2 separate regions of the Rattus norvegicus genome follow, and region 2 is linked to region 1. Evidence: chromatin contacts called from public Hi-C data. All regions are on one chromosome and are shown on one strand. The core of a region is the stretch at or near the end of the contact, and the rest is flanking DNA. Distances in the headings are between cores, read along the strand shown.

Evidence for each region. A called contact is a pair of places that touch in the nucleus more often than the background predicts.
Region 2: a contact with region 1 is called in a Hi-C map of kidney, with 2.2 times the contacts expected there. The contact joins the promoter of Bax-ps1 here to the enhancer-like site in region 1. A contact is called at or near these places in 10 of 12 Hi-C or Micro-C datasets (the A7r5 cell line, the Rat2 cell line, Schwann cells and 6 more) and 1 of 1 datasets of contacts at active chromatin or transcription factors (oligodendrocytes).

Annotation. Positions count from the first base shown.
Region 1 is chr8:106,418,934-106,423,699 of GRCr8, reverse strand. All of the region lies in intron 2 of Spsb4 (splA/ryanodine receptor domain and SOCS box containing 4), which reads left to right. Among named protein-coding and RNA genes, the nearest start is that of Pxylp1, 57 kb to the right of the region's middle. Within about 2 kb of position 1,484, at least 19 of the 93 cell types and tissues checked have an H3K27ac peak or open chromatin away from gene starts, as enhancers often do. A contact at or near this core is called in the A7r5 cell line, hepatocytes and kidney, where this site is marked.
Region 2 is chr8:106,522,597-106,527,274 of GRCr8, reverse strand. It overlaps Bax-ps1 (BCL2 associated X, apoptosis regulator, pseudogene 1), which reads right to left and starts at 1,289. Exons shown (of 2, transcript XM_063266263.1): 1 at 1,161-1,289; 2 at 694-1,065. The coding sequence starts at 1,252. The coding sequence ends at 741.

The DNA.
Region 1 (4,766 bases), core at 235-2,734:
GTAACATTTGCTAAATGGAAGGAAGTGTGTCTGACCTTGGCTGTTTGAACACAGAAAGCTAGCAGTTGTGAGCAGCACACCCCAGGCTGCTTCAAGAAGGACGAAAGACCCTTGTCGCTGGGCCTTCAGGGGAAAATGCCTCCGGTGGGGTCTAGATCCCACTTGGAACCTAGCAAATTGGACCCATTTGCTAACTATCTGACAGTGGGCAAAATCCTTTACTCTGAGTCAGTTGCTCTCTTGCCAGCCTGAGGCTAGGCTTGCCTGGGTTAGGTCCACCTTCCGTGCTTTCAAGGGTCTCTAATGCACAACCCACTAGATGACATCACCACATGAAGCAGTGTTGAATAGACAAGGCAAGGGGGCCTCTTGAGACTAGCTAGCCACTCTTCAGGGCTGGAAGGCAGATTGCTTTTACACACACACACAGAATCTCAAGTCAGATACTGAGCACTACTCAACTGTGGCCTTGAGCTAGCTGCATGACCCCTCTCGGCCTCAGTTTCTTCATCTGTAACTGGGCCCACAGAAAGCACGGCCTCATTGGGTTGTTGTGAGAATTAAATACAATGAGGGATATAAAGCACAAAGACGTCCCGTGACCTGGGAGGTGACCTGGGAGGTGCTGTGCGAGCCTCACTATAGCTCTTTGTATTATAACTGTTGCCAGAAATTGAGTTCAAGAGCCCAGCCAACGGACTTGAGGATGTCAACAGTCGTGGGCTTCTCCAGGCGTCATCTGGCTCCTAAAACCACAGCAGGCTGGTAGATAGGGTTGGTGACTCCAGTCACAGAGCTGCTGAGTTCTGGTTCTCCCACACATTGTCCGTTCTAGCCTGCTCGGACGTGTTTAGATCAGTGTTTCTCAACCCGGGGCTCCCACCCCCTTTGTGGATGGACCGTCTTTTCCACAGGGGTGGCCTAGTAGATGTCTACAGTACAATTCATAACAGTAGCCAAGTTACTGTTAGGAAGAAGCAACGAAAATGATTTTATGGTTGGGGCCCTCACAACTGTATCGGAGGGTCACATGCAGCATTTGGAAGGATGAGAACCGCTGGTTTAGATAAACAATCTGTGGTTTTCAGCACAGGCATTACGCTACCAGACATTCCCTACCTTCTACACCAGCTGCCTCATTTTCTGCTTTGGTCCCAAGGACACTGGCTGCCCTGAAATATTAATAGCTGTCATTGATCGAGTGCCACAAAGTCCAGGACCTTCAGTAAGTACCTGGACTCTCTGCCCCTTACCTGGTCCTTCCACCGCTCCCCGTGAAGCAGGGAATTACACTGTTTTACCAAAAAAAAAAAAAAAAAAAAAAAAGGCGGCCAGTTGTTTCAGGCCTGAACTCAACTTAGGTTTGAACTCCGGGTCAGAGCCGTTCCTCCATTGTAGTAATGCCTCTCCCAGGCAGTGCCGAGCTCTGTTCTGGCAGGAGTGACTTCATTATTACTCATTAGCTAGAATTAGCTGCAATTCATCTTCTGGCCAAGCTCTTGTTTGAGTTAGAGCAGGACTCTAATTCTCTTGTACGGTTTTGCTCTCTCCTCATTGCTATTTTTAACTGAACTTCTGATAGCGACAGAGCACATCTCATACGTGCCGAGTCCCCCGGGTCGTTTCCCTCACTCAGCCGTGACCTTACTCATAACCACTGTCACTGCCAGTCCCCTGCCCTGCTCTCTTTTGTCCTAACTTCCTTATTTATTTGCTTATCAACTCGTTTGAGATTTAATGTGCATGCCCGAATTCACCACCCATACTCAGAACTCTGACAACCAAGTGCCTCTGTATCTATTTCTGTTCCTTCCTTCCCACACTCCCCTGCTGCATGGTGGTGGCTGCCTTTTCTGTTTACTCTTTCTTTGGCCCTTTCCTTACTGATTTTCAGCATCCCTGTGTACAGCTACAAGATTCTCTGTTTAGTTTGTCTGTTTGTCTCTTCCTGCATCAGGACCACTCTGGATTCATGGCTACAGCATTGACTAACCTCCCATTTAGTAGACCGGTCTGGCTGCCCCAACATGCCTCATCCTTCTAGTACGAAAACAGATGCACCCTGGGAATGGGAACCCCATTCCTGAGCCCCACCCCCACCCGTAGCACCAGCTGTCTCTGAGAGCACAGCCCCTGCCCCTTTCCCAGGGTGGGCATATTTATCTTAGTATCTGCTGGGTAGCAAATAGCCCCCAGGATGTATCAGAAGAAGAAACCTGGAGGGCAGTTTCCCTCTCCCCGTGTGATTAGGGATGTCCTTGCCCAAGGCCAGCACATCCAGCTACCCAGCAGCTCCCTGCAACAGGACCCAAGCGTAACTATTTCATCTGAGTCAAAAATCACCCCTGTATGGGTTTGTAAAATTGGCACAGTACAGTACAGCTGTTTGCCAGAAGGAAGGTAGGAAGGTTCTGCCAGACACCCCCCCTCCCCGTGTGTGTGTGTGTGTGTGTGTGTGTGTGTGTGTGTGTGTGTGTTCCTCTTCCACCTTGTTTGCAACAGATCTGACTGGCCTGTGAGTTCCCAGCCGTCTTCGTCTCCCCTTCCCACTAGGTGTGTTGGGATTATAGATGAAAGCTACCACAACCAGCGTACACAGGCTCTAAGCATCTGGCCCTAACGCTTGTGCAGTGATCACCGAGCATCAACAAAGGACAAAGTCCTGTCGTCCTGTCGTCGTTAGTATTCATTGCCTGCCCTGAAGTGCTTCAGTGCCTTTTATAGATAGGAAGGCTCACTTAAGCTGCTTCTGCCTCCCAGAACCTAGGCTTCTCCATCTTACTGACCTTGTAGTTTCCAATAAGACTAGGCAGCAGGGTTCCTGCCTGTAGGAGCCACAGTTCATCAAGGAGGAGATAACAAAAAGCGATTCGGTATGGACTCAAGAGCTGAGGGTTGGATGGGAGCCCGGGATGGGGACAACAGATTCCCTCAAACTCCTACTTAGGACAAGGTCTGCAAGTAAGGCAGAGTACTTCATGAGGTTTGTCTCAGAATTCTTGGACTTGGTCATTATGATGATGCTGGGCTTGCTGGGGGCGACATGGGGAGGACAGAAGCAAGTTGGAGCTGTTTGAGAGGGCATCATGGACACCTGAGACTGCTTGCTTCATGGTGGAATCAGGAAGAGACCAAAGGGCTCAGAGTAAACACAGAAACTGAGAACACAGGCTCATAGAAAGAGGATGACAAGGGGCTCAGGGGTGACAACCCACAGGGTTTCTCTGAAGGCCCTGGTATTTGGGCTTAAAGTATAGGGATCCACCCAGTTCTAAGGAAGGGACTGGGTACAAGCATTTGACTCTTTCAAAGAATGTGGTGATCTCTGCAGGGCACACTGGCCTGCAGAGCAATGTTTAAGGGCTGTCTGGATGCAACATGTCTGTGTGAACCCCCGGATCCTGCATCTTAAGGCCCCATGTGAAGCCCATACAGATGACTTGGCAAAGCTAATGAGGGTCCCAGCCTAGAGCCAGGGTAGAGGTCCCAGGTCACAATGGCCCTAATGTTATCAGAGTAGGAGCAAAGCAAATACTGAGTTGAGGAATGTCAACATGAACAGCAGTTGGAGAGATTCACCAAAGAATGATGATGTTGAATTAAGAATAGCAGGGCATTCCGCGGGAAGGCTAAAGCTGTATAACGTATGGGTGATATGGCTAATTTCAGACAATCATCCTTGCCTATGATGTCTCTGCAGAATTTGAGGCTGGGTGAAGTTGTGGTGGCCTTTGTATGAGGTGACACTTCTGGCGAGTCCTTTTGTGCACAGCTCTTGTTAGCAGCCACATGCACAAGGCAGCCTCCCGCTTTATTTATTTCGTTTTGTTAGGACTCGGCAAAGGGACTTCACTTAGATTCTGACAACCTTCACAGTCCTCATGTCATCCCTCCCTCCCAGGACAGAAACATCACAAAAGCAGCAGAAACACCGCCACTGATCGTTCTGATCAGAATTTAGGAGAGTAGAAGGAAACATGCACATGTTTAGAATTTCTTTCATTTCAAAAACTGGTTTTCTGTCTCTTCCCAGATATCCATGACACGTTTTGTTAGTAGAGAGATGTCAGGTTTGCTGTTGAAAGTGTCTGGCTTTGGCTGTGGACTGAGGAGAGGCTGAAGCTGGTTTACGTTTACCTCTGGTACAGGTCTCTGCACCCCAGCCCAGCTCTCTGAAGCAAGCAAAGACTATTCATCCCCCCCCACCCCAAATCCAAACCACGCTTGTCCACTTAGAGATTGCGTAGAGTCCATCATAGCCAAGATCACAGCCGGCAGGATATGGCTACCGTCCCCAAGAGCCCAGTCCTCCTCACACTTGAATAATTCTAGTGGATGGGGAGGAAGAGAAGGCTCAGCCATGAAGAGAACTCACTGTTGCTCTTCCAGAGGACTTGGTACCCACATGATGGCTCTCAACTCTCTGTAACTCTAGTTCCAGTACCTTCTTTTGGCCTCCCCAAGCACCAGGAGTGCACAGATAGACACGCAGGCAAGACACCTGTGTGTGCTGGGTATCACCTCGTTTTCTTGATGAAAAGCTAAGCAGGTAGCACCCAAGTCTTCTAAGATTGACTTTTAAGGACATCCCTCCAATGCTTTCCCATCCGCCTTCGATGGTCTAACACTCACCTCGTGACTTACACCGTGCACTCACGCATCATGGTAGGCTGGCGGCTTAGCTGCCGCGCAAACACCTAGGCCCTATGTCAGTCCCGTGAGGCGAATGGGACCGCTGTCTTCTTTATTCTCCACTGGCCTGTTTG
Region 2 (4,678 bases), core at 40-2,539, 100 kb before region 1:
AGTGCTCACCTGCCTCTTACCCGGCGCGAGTTCTCAGTATCCCACCAGAACCCACCTCAGCGGGCAACTCTCTGTTCTCTATATAAATAAACTCTGTTTTGTTTCCGTGACGTGTTTTCTAAAGATGTATCCGTAGCATAAATCACTGCAGTTGGTCTTTTAGACTGAAAGTTTACTGAGGTGCATTTGTGTCGATACGAGTTCTGTACCTGAGTGGAAAAGAACTCACTCCTCCACGGGCTGAGTTTGCCTGAGTCTTGGCATCTGACTGCTGTACTCTGGCAGCTGGTCCAGTTGTCCCCAAACATTCATATACTGAAGTACATATTACTGTGAATTCTGATACTCTCCGGGGAAAAAAAGACTCCACCATTTTGGGCCAAATTTGAAGCAAGCCTTAAGGCACCCTACTTTCCCATGAGGCTTTGCTATTTTCCAATAACTACAACTTCCAGCATTCCAGGAGTTACCTGGTCCTTGGGCAGATGGAGTTTACAGGTTAAATTTGGGCGTTACATTACTACAAATGGCTCTTTTCTATTTCTCCCATATGGTACAATTATAGTTTTGTTTTGTGTTTTTCAAAACCTGAGGTTTATTGGCGCCTCCCCCAGGCCACCATTCCCACCCCTCCCAATAATTACAAAAGTAAGAAAAATGCCTTTCCCCTTCCCCCCCTTCATCCCAGGAAAATGTCATAATTTATGAAGAAAAGACACAGTCCAAGGCAGCAGGAGGCCTCAGCCCATCTTCTTCCAGATGGTGAGTGAGACGGTGAGGACTCCAGCCACAAAGATGGTCACTGTCTGCCATGTGGGGGTCCCGAAGTAGGAGAGGAGGCCATTCCAGCCACCCTGGTCTTGGGTCCAGACAAGCAGCTGCTCCTGGAGGAAGTCCGGTGTCCAGCCCGTGATGGTTCTGACCAGTTCGGGCACTTTAGTGCACAGGGCGGTGAGCACCTGTTTGCTAGCGAAGTAGAAAAAGACGACCACCCGGCCCCAGTTGAAGCTGCCATCTGCAAACATGTCAGCTGCCACACGGGGGGAGGGGGAGGTTTCCGGAAGTCTGTTTCCACGACATTCGTTCAGTTTCTTGGTGGATGCATCCTGGGGCGGCTACTCCAAGGTCAGCTCAGGTGTCTCCCCAGCCATCCTCCCTGCTGGATCCCCTGAAGCAAAAAGGCCCCTGTCTTCATGATCTGTTCAGAGCTGGTGGGCCCGCCGCCTCCGAGCTGCTCCCGGGACCCGTCCATCACTGCCGCTGCCTATCGCCCGGTGCGTCCCGGCGGCTGCGGCTACAATTATAGTATTACAGATGTACCTTGACTTAAAAAATATCATGACCTGGGGCTGGGGATTTAGCTCAGTGGTAGAGCGCTTACCTAGGAAGCGCAAGGCCCTGGGTTCGGTCCCCAGCTCCGAAAAAAAGAACCAAAAAAAAAAAAAAATATATATATATATATATATATATATATATATATATATATATATATATATATATATATATATATCATGACCTAAGATTTCCTTGTTGTTAGTTTTGAGACAAGGTCTGCTGGGTAACACATTTGGTCTAGAACTTAGTATGTGGTTTAGTTGACCTCAAGTCACTATGTAGCCCATGACATCTTCAAACTGTGGTCCTCTTGGTTCAGTCTCCTAGGTGCTAGGACTCCTGATGAGACTTGAGATTTTTGACAATGGTGTACAAGCCACACCTTTTCAATAGAAACAGCCCTGCAGATTTTGCCTTTTGGGTTCTCTCCACGGCTAGGCAGTAAGTGGTGTGAAGGTGTGGTATGGCAGTGCTGGAACCATCAGGGAGCTGAGCCCACAGCCAGCCTCCCATCATGAGAGTAAACTTCTCTGGAGTGTGCTGGGGGGCGTTGATGACTGAAACAATGGGTGTGTTAATGTATTTTCTGCTTATGGAATTGTCTATGTATGGTGGGCTTTTTAGGATATAACCCCATTTTAAGTTGAGGGGCATCCGCATGTAGATTTGGGTATACAGTGTGCGATTTTGAGAACCCTACAAAATATTTTTCGTGAAAGGGGAGGTTTTATATCAGGAAGACTTAAGACCTCGGAAGTTCTAGATTCTCTACTGCTCCTGCTTTTCCTTTCTCCCCCCATCTCTACCCCAGACAGACTTCCCAGGTTGGCCTGAAACTCTATGTAGCCCAGGATGATCTTGAACTTCCGAACTTCCTCCATCCATCTCTGAAGCTCTTGGATTACAGGCATGCATCACCATGCCTGCTTTATGTGGTGCTGGGGATCAAACCAGAGAGCTTCATGCAAAGCTAGGAAGCAATCTGTCTGCTGAGAGTGTCCCCAGCCCTCCTGCTCCTGCTGCTTACCTCCCTGCAACCAAGTACCCCAATAAGTAGTTTAAACAAGACAGAGGTCTGTTTCTCTTTCTCATAAATGAAATCTAAGGAAAAGTGATTGCAGCTGGCATGGCAGTCCCGGCAGTCACCAGAGACCCAGGCTCCTTCTATGCCTCTGTTCCCTTATCTTTAATGTCAAGCTTTCATTTTCAAAACTGAGTTCATGATGACACTGGGCCTCAGGTCGTCACAATCACAGACTAGGCAGGAAGCTCGGAAAGGCAGGGGGGCAATAGGGTAGCTTGCAGCTGTCTGTCCCTTGCTAAGGACCTTACCCAGAAGCCCCATCCAACAGCTGCTGTTCATCCCTTTGCCGCACCTACTGTTAAGGGAGGCTGGGAGAAGCCATCTCTCAGCTGAAGTGCTTTTGTTCTATGGGATGAAATCAGGAGCGATTAAGAAAGGGAAAAGGGACATTGGCGTGGCATTTAGTGATCTCAGTGACCTGCTCAGAGTGTTGATAATGGAGAAATACCTTCCTCCCCAGACTCAGAGAGCTGATGACCTTTCAAAGAACAAAACCTATGTCATTCAAGAGACACCCAGTCTAATTGCGGCCCCTCCACCCACTGTGTGCTGACCCGAGCCAAATGACAGCCTCTGTGCTATCCTTTCCTTATCTGTACACGAAAGACAGAAATAGAACCGACCCTCTGGAGTCACCATGAACTTTAAAGATGAGCCCTGCCAAAGCCCTGAGTAGATTCACCTCCTCCTGCCCCGTTCCACACTTAACAATAAGCGGCGCCGGGCCCTCGGTAAGGAGGAAGCCGGGTGCACGGTTCCACACACAGTTCAGTGAGAAGAGGAAGCGAGTCTCAAGGAAAACACCCGCCTCACACCTGTCGGTTCTTGGCCCCCAGCTCTGAGGGAAGGATGCGGAGACAGCTGGGTTTGGTTTTCCTGGGCTGTTCTCCTCGATCCTTTCCGGCAGGGGCAGCCAGAGGCCAAACTCTTGAACATAGTCTAGTCCCTTGCAGCATCTGCCTCCCGTACACAAAGTAAAGCTCTGAGTGGGGATCCTGTGAGCTTTTCATTCCCTTCTCGTCCACACCACATGCTTTTTAAAGGACTTCTCTCCCTCAAGCACCGTTTACATCCAGAGAAACCAGGTCTCCTGGGAAACATGGCTGATTCCCGGGCCAGGACAGGACCTTCTATATACAAGATAAGTTTGGGATAGCTCACATCCAGAGAGCACAGAAAACCAGAGCCAGTAGACTGGACATAAAGCCCAACTAGAAAGCCAACACTTCTGATGGCCAAAGACAAGGTGGCTTCTGCATCAAAAAACAATAATGATCAAAATATAAGGGGACATATGGTTTTCAAACACTTTTATTTTTTAGCTTGCCTTGTGTGCAGTGTATGCATGTCATGTGTGTATATGGGTTCATACATGTGTATCGGGAGACCAGAAGCCAGCATCAGGTATCTTTCTCTGTTGCTTTCCACCTTACTTTTCTCTCTTTTTTTCTTTATTATTATTTGTCTTTTACTTATTCACTCTACATCCCGCTCACTCCCCACCTCCCAGTCACCCCCTCCCACAATCCTTCCCCTATCCCCTCTTCTTCTCTAAGCCAGGTATCCCCCTACCCTGGTACATCAAGTCTCTGTGAGGCTAGGCACATCCTCTCCCACAGAGGCCAGACAAGACAGTCCAGCTAGAATAACACATCCCACATATAGGCAACAGCTTTTGGGATAGCCTCCGCTCCAGTTGTTCAGGACCCACATGAAGACCAAGCTGTGTATCTGCCACACATGTGTGGGGAGACCTAGGCCTAGCCTGCGTTTGTTCTTTAGTTAGTGGTTCAGTCTCTGAGAGCCCTAAAATTGGGAAAGGATCTTCACCAGCGCTGTATCTGACAGAGGACTAATAGCCAAAATTTATAAAGATCTCCACCTTACTTTTTTGAGGTGGAGTCTTTCACTAAAAACCCAGAGTTCACTGATTCAGCCAGATTGTCTAGCCACAAGCCCAGAGATGCCCCTGTCTGCTTCCCCCACGTGGAGATTCCAGGTGCACGCTGATGAATGTGACTTGTCATGGGTGCTGAAGACTTGAACTTAAGTCCTCATGGCTGTTCAGGAAGCATTTTACTTACTGAGCTGTCCCCTCTGACTTCACTCGGTAGACTATATTCCAAAGTAATCAAGTAATTGGTGGCTATTTTACCATAGCTAATAAACGGTTGAGTCAGAACCCCCTGGGTCCCCACTTTTTGCAAGTCCTAAGGCCATCATGTATCTGAGCCACAGCCATTCATGGTCTGAATCAAT